2 separate regions of the Rattus norvegicus genome follow, and region 2 is linked to region 1. A link is a contact called in public Hi-C data. All regions are on one chromosome and are shown on one strand. The core of a region is the stretch at or near the end of the contact, and the rest is flanking DNA. Distances in the headings are between cores, read along the strand shown.

Evidence for each region. Hi-C and Micro-C count contacts between places; a contact is called where the count stands out from the background.
Region 2: a Hi-C map of prefrontal cortex shows a contact between it and region 1, with 3 times the contacts expected there. The contact joins two enhancer-like sites. A contact is called at or near these places in 3 of 12 Hi-C or Micro-C datasets (frontal cortex, mammary epithelial cells and prefrontal cortex).

The regions. Positions count from the first base shown.
Region 1 is chr5:138,841,664-138,846,593 of GRCr8, reverse strand. It overlaps a transcript of Hivep3 not described here. Among named protein-coding and RNA genes, the nearest start is that of RGD1563049, 91 kb to the right of the region's middle. Within about 2 kb of position 2,208, at least 29 of the 93 cell types and tissues checked have an H3K27ac peak or open chromatin away from gene starts, as enhancers often do.
Region 2 is chr5:138,900,208-138,904,986 of GRCr8, reverse strand. It overlaps a transcript of Hivep3 not described here. Among named protein-coding and RNA genes, the nearest start is that of Hivep3, 41 kb to the left of the region's middle. Within about 2 kb of position 2,851, at least 13 of the 93 cell types and tissues checked have an H3K27ac peak or open chromatin away from gene starts, as enhancers often do.

The sequences.
Region 1 (4,930 bases), core at 959-3,458:
GAGGGATCATGGGCACTGAGCAGGTGCCTAGCTTGATCTCCCGCCATCTCCTGCTGCAGTGCCTTCCCTGAGCCCCTCCCACCTCCTTTCATATCTCCGATGAGACCTGTTCCAGCTATGACTCTGAGTTAGAAGCACCTATGTGCTACCAAAGGGCTCAAGGCACACCTTTCTCTTTGGGCCCAGAGACCTAGGCTGAAGGGTCCATTGTGTCTCTGGACCCCAGGTCCCACTGACCTTGGAATGTCACAGAAGTCATTCACGGCAGCTCGCTTGGCCCCTAGGCATCCTCCACCCTGCCAAGGTCACATGGCTAATTAAACAGAAGATGGGGCATGGAATGCAGCCCAGAAATCCTGTATGACAACTACAATTTAATAAGGGTCATCAATACAGTTCCCTGTGGCCTTGCTTACCACAAGAGAGCCTCGGGCTTATGGCAACATTGGGAAAGTGAATAGCTCCAGAAAAGGGGCTTTTTTAAAATGGGGAGATGTGTGATGCTCTGTAGTCCTAAAGTCGAGCAGACATCTCTAACATGCTGGACCCCTAGACTCCAATCTGTTACTCTGCTCTCTGGCATGTCCCTGTGAACATAAACTCTATGAAGAAGGAACTTCCAGTCATGTGACTTGATCAAGGCCACAGCTGCTAATGCTGGGGTCCCTCCTGGGAGGGCAGGTCTTCTCTACTCTGGCCTGACCTGGGCAGTCAAAGGAATGGATGTCCTATTGGAGCCAGCTCACCCAGCCTTTGCTCCTGGGAAGGGTGCAGTGGGGAAGACTAGGTTCCTCGTCTGCAGGAGATTGTGGGAGTAGGAAAGGCTCTCAGTGTTTCTGGAGACAGAGCCAGGCTGCTGCCTGGGCTTCCTGGACTCTGGCCAAGGCTTCAGACTGCACAGACATGATGGGAGGTTTTGCTGGATCTGTCCTCAGGAATCATTGACTCTCTGGTTTCTAGTCCTAGTGCAGGTCCTGGGCACTATGCCAGGCAGTTCAAGGACATCTGCTCAGAACATTGACTCTACTTGAAGATGTAAGGGAGAAAAAAAAAAACATTTAAAACAAACCATCATGCATAGGGCTGGGGAAATAGCTCAGTTGGCAAAATGCTTGCACAGCAAGCATGGTTTGATCTCTAGAACCCACATTTTCAAAACAGATAAGCATTCTAATGCTGGGGAGACAGAGACGGGCTTCTGGGATTCAGTAGCCAGCCAGCCTGGTCTAATGAGCAGTCTTCAGGCCTCACTGAGACCCTGATGCAAGCGATAAGGTAGATGGCTCCTTAAGGGATGACACCAGAGACTGCTCTCTGGCCTCCGTGTGCATAAAATAAGCTCCGACACATTGTACCATTATGTTAATGATTATAGGACTATATCCATAATAATTGTGTATTCAGTTATGCATGAGAGTGTTTAAGGAAAAACAGAAGTCCAAAGAAATTTATTTCTTTTTCTCTGTGCAAAAGTTTAAGAAGTTCTGAGCCAGCCCAACCTGAAAACAGAGAATGAAGCTAGACCCAGAAGGTACCAGGTGACTTATCAGAGGTCACCCAATCAGTTATCTCACAGCTTAGATTTATTGTCAGAAGAGACGCACCCAACTGTCAGGCTGATCCCAATTCCTGAGTTCAGGTGGCCCTGGGTCCCCGCTGCCCCTCGGCCACTTTCTGGCTCTACTTCAAGTGAGTTCTCCTTCTAGCGCCTCAGTTTCTTTATCAGTAAAATAACCCATTTCCCTGTTGATCCAGGGAAAGTGAAGGGAAGGCTGTTGGGTGGGCAGCCATACCACAGACAGTTCACTTGTGCCATCACTGCCCTGAAACTGAGGTAAAAGAAACTAACCACTAGAAAATCCCCACGATGAGCCCTCCCACTCCCAAGAGGATGGATTACAGTGTCTCTTCGCCTTCCGGAACAGACCATGGTGCAATGACACCTGAGCACCCATACACAGTCCACGAGATGATGTTGTACTTGGGATAATCTCACAGCCACCCGAAGGCTAAACTCCCTCGGCTGGCCTCCCGCTGCTTCTTGTAAAGGAAACAGAAAATGTCTGAAAATAGAACCTGAATCGATTCTCTTAAATGTGGCAATGCCCAAGAAGCTGGCAACAACCGGCCTTGCGTGGCCTCAGCAGCCCAGGGGGGTTTCCGGGCAGCCTGGATCAGATTGCAACACTACTAGAGAGTTGGAGGTCATGTGTGAGCACAGAGTGACTCCTTAAATGGGGAACTCTGGGAAGCCTTCAGGGGAGAAGTTCCGAGGGTACTTAGGCAGGCGCTGTGAGGTCAGAGGTTTGTGACTTTCCTCTTCTGGGATGGCCACAGGCTCAGTGTGCTCAAAGAGGGAGGCCCTATCTCAGCAGTACTCACAGGCAATGGTGAGGTAACACCCAGCCTTGTCCTAGAGACTACCCACTGAGCGCTGGGCACACTCTGGACTTGGAAAGTAAATACAGCCAAGTCTGAGGAATAGGGTTACCCCATGAACTCTGTCCTTCCTGGAAAGAAATCTGGGCTTCCCTGGGTCCTCCCTCCACCTCAAGCCACTGTACCAACCCACACTGTGTTACCAAATGTGTTTCAGCCTCAGCTTCCCAGTACTATACTGTGCGGTTACAGACAGCTCTGGCAAGCAGATGGGGCTCACGCTCACTTTATAGAGGAAGAGAACAGTGGTCCCCAGAGACCATCGGACAGTCAAGGCTCAAATCGAGGCTGTCCAGTGCACCTTCCCAACTCCAGCATAGTGGCAGCCATGCTGTATTCCCATATGACATCACTTCAGTGTTTCTGAAGTGTTTCCACAGCCACCCACTATCCAGCCGTGGCCAGCCCTTTCCTACTCGCCACCATGCTATAAACAGGAAGTCGCCTATTCCCAATTTAGAGATGAGCAAATAGGAGCCGAGAACTGAAGACACTTGTCTAAAATCACACAGCTAAGAAGTGCAGATCCAATACTGACATGACGTCCTCCACTCCCTCATCATTAGTGAGCTGAGCCACACAGTTGGCCAGCAACAGGAGTACTGGTGACACAGGGCTGCCACCCCCATTCTCCCAGCCTCCTGACCATGCCTATTATTCTCTGACAACTATTCCAATCCTAAGGCCATGCATGCGAAGAGCAGTGTGTTGCACGGTCAGCTGAGGGTGATGAGGGCCACCCTGAACACCCACAGTTCTTCTGGGCCTCTTACTTTGACATACAGATACACACTGCAAGCCTGGAGAAGCTGGGCTGGGGCAGAGAGACATCAAGAGGTCTAAAACAGTTCTGGAATGGCACGGTCTGCATCCCTGCAAGTTTGCTAAGGTAAGCCCATGACTATATTTTGGGTCCCAAAGAATGATGCAGAAAGTGGAGACCAACACGCAGAAGATCCACTCTGAGTGTATATCCCTCAGGGTCACTCTGCCTCATAACCCCCCTTCACAATTTAAGCCCTGGTTAGGTCTCACATTCTTCCTGATTCTGACAACTGACATGGGAACACTTGGGAAGCCCCAGCACACAATTTGACCCAACTTTGTGGCAAATGTAGAGGTGACATGTGGGCAGGAAAGTCCACAGACCTTGGGTGACCCTGGACTCTTCATTCAGTTCTAGCCCCTGACTCCACCTCCCTGGGCCTTGGTCTTCCCATCTACCTCTCTGGGGCCTCTGGAAGACCAGACTCTCCATGACTCATGGTCCCTATCCTGGACCTATTTCTCCTCTTGTCTGTTCTGGGTGGCCAGGAGCATAACTGGCCACTGAAAAAGTAGAAGGAAGCAGGGCCAACTGGTAGGAGGGCTCCATGCTCATATTTAGCCAGAAGTTCTCTCCCTCCCTCCCTCCCTCCCCCTCCTCCTCTCCATCTCTCTGGATTCTTGCTCAGACTCAATCAGGGAGGCAGAGAGCAGCCTAGTGTCAAACACATTCACAGGTAATTCTCCTGACTTTTCCTTTTTTCTTTTTTTTTTTTCTTTTTTTCGGAGCTGGGGACCGAACCCAGGGCCTTGCGCTTGCTAGGCAAGCGCTCTACCACTGAGCACTTATCTAAATCCCAACCCCTTCTCCTGACTTTTAAGACAAAACACTGAGGCCAAGAAGGAGGCTCAGAGAAGGAAGACCCTTGCTGAATCTCACACAGCACAGCTAGGAGAGGGAGGAAGTGAGGTCAGGAGGCAGTTCTGCTTGTTTACATAGAAGGAAGGAAGGCACACTGCCCACCCCTTTCCCTCCTCTGTATCCCTGGCATCTTCCTATCCTCCCCTCATCTCCCTCAGCATCATGTCAGACAGAACAGGTGGCAGGGAGGAGGAACCTGCCCATCCCCACCCGGCATCCTCCCACCACCAGCACTGGGTCCTGAGTTGTTTTTCCGTAGGGGTTGGTATTGGCTCCCTCCCACAGCCTGACCCATTCTACACTCCCACCCACCCAAGTCAGTGACTAATGGGTCCTGTGGCTGAGTAAGATGCCCTTGCAGGTCCCACAGTGGAAACAGCCCCAGGATCTTTCTCTTTACTCCCTAGTCCATTGCCTTGGCCTGGGGTCTCTTGCCGGTCCTCACAGTGCACAGAAAGAACCTAAAACACAGGTGAGTCATGGGCTAAGTCACAAGGAAGAAATGCCTCCCTGCTTGTCTTTGCTCTCCCACTTTTGGCTGTTGGACAACCTGGGGCTACAGAAACTGGCAGCCCTGGCCTGGGTTTCAGCTCAGTCGTGACTATGTGAACTGCCTATCCTTTGACTAGTGGTAGCAGCTCCTGCTTCACCCCACTGCCTACATTGAAAACTAGAGGATGTTAGGCACATAGTGGGTCCTCAGGACATCTCTGCTTTGCCTTTCAGCTGTCTTCAACATGCTGAGAAGACTGAGGACCAAGGTATTTCTTCACGTTGGTTGGCCAAGAAAAATGCAAGAAATGC
Region 2 (4,779 bases), core at 1,602-4,101, 58 kb before region 1:
AGGAAAGGTTAGCGTAACCCCCTGGGACAGCTGACGCTAAGTCACGTGGTATAGGGAAGGCCCCCATGAACAGTGGGAACTGCTGATGCAGGATCCTGGAGCTCAGTATGTGGACCGCTGTGAGAACTGCAGGTTTGGGAGAAATAAGTGAAATTCCTAAACCAGGTTTCCCTTCTGCCTGTTTGTGTTTGTTTGTTTTGTTTTGTGGGGGCGGGGGGTTGTTTCTGTTGTTGTTTTCTTGCTTTCGTGTTCTGAAACGGAGTGTCGCATGTGGAGTATTGTACCTCCCGGGCTAACTAAGCACGGTCTTGAACTCTCGATCCCTCTGTCTTCCCTTCCCTGGTGTGCGTGGGTTTGCTGACATGCACCACATGCCCAGTTTCCCACTGGTGTCCAGAACCACAGCCCATCTAGGGCAGGCTGTGAGAGCTGAAGGGGACATGAGAGCTGACTCCGGATAAAGTTCTTGGGGTACAAGCATGAGGACCTGAGTTCAGATCTGTGGACAGACATAAAATCAGGGCGGAAGTGGGACGCTGCAGCTTCAGGGCTCCAGTGCTGAGATGGGAGAGTCCCAGAAAAGAGAGCCTTTCTCAAGCAAGATGGAAGGCAAACACTGAAACCCCTCTGGCTTCTCCCCCCATACTCCAAACACACACACACACACACACACACACACACACACACACACACACACACACACACACACACACACACACATATACACACACAGGCTCTCCCTGGCAAGATAGTATGAGACTATTTGTTTAAACTCGTAAGGAAGCTTTCATAGTCAAAAGTCAGAGAGGAGCCCCCTTGAGGCCTGAGGCAGCTCCCCCCTAGGAAGGGAATCTGAGTCCACAGGTCAAGGCCAGTAAAGCACCACAGGGAGTCTGCAGACTGCAAGCTCTGCTGGCTGTCACTGTTGCTGCTCAGCCTCACCAGGGCGCAGGGGCTCCACGTCTCCTCTGCTACATACTGACAGCTGCGAGGAGCAGATCCGCTCCGAAGCCTCCACGAAGCCGCAGTCAGCGGCCCTAATTTTAGATTGAGCATCTGCTCTTCCGTCCCAGAGGCCGCTCTGTCTGGGATTTGCTCCTTCTGGAACTGGCAGAGAAACAAATCCCATTCTGTGGATACAGACACGGGTGGTATCCAGATCAGAGCTTGCCCACAGGCCCCTGCAGCAGGGAATCCCAGCAGCTATGCCACACCTGGACATCCCAAGACTCTTTTTCTCTTATCTCACACCCTTGGCCAGAGTTTGTGGGCACTATCTTCAAATTCCACCCTGACTTCTCAGAAAGCTGTCACATGGGACCTGCCTTAAACACACCAGGGTTCCCTGGACAGCAGCGACTTCTCTCTGAATCCCACTGCCAGCTCCCAGCACAGTCCTGAAGCATCCTTCCCGGACATTCAGTCTGGGACATAACGACAGTTTAGAAAGACTGGCTGTGGAGGTAGAGGGGAAGGCCAATGTCTACCGATCCCAAGAAACTTCTCAGAGGAAGGGAACTGTCAGGTAGGTGGTGTCCATCAGAGGAGAGAGATGCCGGGAAAACAGGAAGAAGCTTAAGGGTACTGTATGTTAGAGGCTGGTCACAAGGGAGCAGGGACAAGAGAGAGGGAGACTGGGGGTAAGACACCTTTAGATCGAGCAACAACTCTAGGTTGAAGAGTGAACTTTGCCTAAAGTCGGGGACCCTAAGGGGAATCTCAGTCTATGTTTTGAAAATTTTGTTTCCCATTTGAACGGCCACCTTCCTGTCTTCATCTCCTTGGTACATTGGGGGCCGGGTACATTGGGTGGGGGCTCCCAAGTGAAAGTGGGTGCTTGGAAGCTCATTCCAAGCTCTGACCCTCTCCTGAGCTCCAGTGTTTTGTATCTTACCAGTGTCTTGTGCCTCTGGTGCTGGGGCCACTGTTTTGGGCCTCTTGGTCCCCAGAGCCTGAAGTAACAATGCCACCTGTTGCTCCAGGCCCAGACTGACTACAGTGTGATGTTTGCTGTCTTAGGATTCTTGAAGAATGACCCAGAGCCCAACAGGCTTCCACCTGCCCCAGCACTGCCCTAGAGGCACACATGTGGGGAAAGCCCCATTGGTTCCCCTACCCTACCCTGGTTAAGTACCTTGTTTATGTCCCTCAAACCTTTATGGGCAGAAGATCTGGAGAGCTAGGAAGTGGACAAGAGCCTGTAGGATCCTTTCTGTCTATCTATCCTTCTCCTACCTAGCTCCCCAACTCTCTGCCCTGAAGACGAAGCCCAAGCATCTAGGGCCCAGACCAGACTGGCCAAGGCATCATCCTGGCCTTGGGTAAGGAAACAGAAGCCAGGAAGAGGAGCCCCACCCTAAGGATCCTGATTTTCTCCCCTTGAGATGGAATGAGTTAAAAGCTTATGTAAAGAGATTTGCAAATAGATCTTACAAAACAACATTTGGATGATTTAAGTGTTAAGGAATCAGAACCATATGGATTAAATGTTATGTATGGTTTTAAAAATTAGAAGGAAATGTACTGGGAACACACATACATATAAAATATGTAAGGACGGACCACATTTTTAGCTTTGTGGACATGGAGTTATTTGAAAAATACAAGGCAACACTCATCTGGCTTCTCCCAGGCTGGCCCTCCCGGGACCCTCCCCAGACTTGTCTGCTCCTCACTCAGTGGGGCTGAGTTCCCTTCCTGGAGCCAACCTGAGAAAGAGGCTTCTGAGAACGCTAGAAAGATCTGTAACCACAGGACAGTTGGAGACAAACAGCTGGCTGAGGAGCAGCTGGGAGATCCCCGAGACCAGATGGGTGGTCTCAGATGTAAGGGGACAGTGAAAGAATGTGTTTCCCAGGAGGCCTTTGGGTTCTTCCCAGAGAGGATGGGAGCTGCCTGCCAGGAGCTTTCCAAGGCCAGCATTTCCCTTTCACCTGTGTCTCCTTCTTGGCTCACTTCTGACTCTGGGAGGACTCATAGTCATCTGTACCATTCAGGAGGGAGGGCATACATGAGGGAGGGTATCCAGGAGGGAGGGCATACAGGAGGGAGGACATACATGAGGGAGAGTGAAGGTTAGATTCTAGGTATTCAGCAGGCAATGAGCCCCACTACAGCCTGGAGCTCCTGATCATATATGTACTTCTTCACACTACCCCTCGCTAAAAGCAAACAAGACCTGTGAGACCAAGTCTAACTTCTTTTATTATAGATGTGTGTGTGTGTGCGTGCGTGTGTGCATGCACCTGTCTGTCTGTCTGTCTGTCTGTCTGTCTGTCTGTCTGTCTGTCTGTCTATCTGTGTCTTCTGTTAGTATGTGTGCACACATATGGAGGCCAGAGGTTGATATCAGATGATTTCTTCAGTTGTTGATCACCTTATTTTCTGAAATAGCATCTCTCAGGGAACCTGGAACTCACTGATTGATCTAGATTGACTGGTCGATGGGTTCTCAGGGTTTGCGTCTTCCTACCACTCCAGTCCTGGGTACCTCTGTGCGCAGATGCCTCCAGCCTTTCCATAGATAGGGGAGGGATGGGGGATCTGAACTTAGGTCTCATGCTTGTGTGGCAGCCCTTTACTGACAGAGCTGTCTCCCAATCCCTCCACCCCCATCCTCCCCAATGATGCTGGCTCTTCACCGTTGAAGGTTTATCTGACTGAGTACTGAAGATAAATAAAATCTAGTGTGAGTCTAAGTTGCATAGACACGGAAAGGAGGGGGAAGCATACACTGAGTTGAGTCAAATCAAACCAGCAGAAATGTCCTTTTCATGATGGGAACAATAGAAGCTGAGACCCTAAAGTCATGTTGTACAGACTGTTTTAGGTGCTGCGAGGGGCCTTTTGCACCTCTCCCAGCCCTGCGTGGGCTGTGGGCTTGTCCTTTTACAGGATAGGAGGCATGTTTTCTGTAAGACTGGATCTCCCACTCAGCCCCCTCAGACACCAGGGCCAATGACCAAACACCCCTAGAGTGGCCAAGCTCAGTAGCTTTGTCAGGACTGTAAAATGACACAAGGACAGAAGTCTGAGCTGGCACCAGGAAACCTGGCATGGCACTCTCACATGGCCAGGGCCCTATGACCAGGTCAGGATCTGATGTTTCTTAGCTGCTCATAAACTGACTGACTGACAACCAAGGAGTGGGGACAGAGGAGCTGTTATTTCCTGTCTACCTCCCCTCCACTCCCTGTTCACACCATTGTGAATGGACACCTAGGAAGGCCTATGCCCAGTTTGGTTTATTCTAGGGATTCTGTGCTCTGTTCACTGAGACTCAGACGTGTAACCTGTGTAAGCCCTCAGTGCCAGGCTTAGTCTGGCATATTTCTAGAACATTAAATTTCCAAGCTAGGCAACAGAGTGCAGGAATGGAAACTCCCTGGGAGCTTCTCTGGTGGCTGCTGGACCACATTGCCCCCTCTGCCCTCTTAATGTCAGAGATCCAATCACACTGGAATGGCATGATGGTTCCTTAGAGCCAGTTGACCCTAGGAAGCCAACGAGAGTGAGTCACTCACATCCTGGCACAAGATGGCTTAGAAGACAGCAGACATACTGCACACCTGCCTGTCCTCAGAGGTCTCTCAGCAGACATCTTGAACAAGTGTCACCCCAGGCCCACCTGGTCCAGGACCAACAGCTCTCGCCCTGATCAAACATGCTGGGAAAACACTGTGGGTCACAGTGTTCTCAGGGGTCCCCCAAATACCACAAAGCAGGAAAAGAGCTTGGAGGGGAGGGAAGGGAAGCAGCTGTCACTAGGTCAGCATGAGG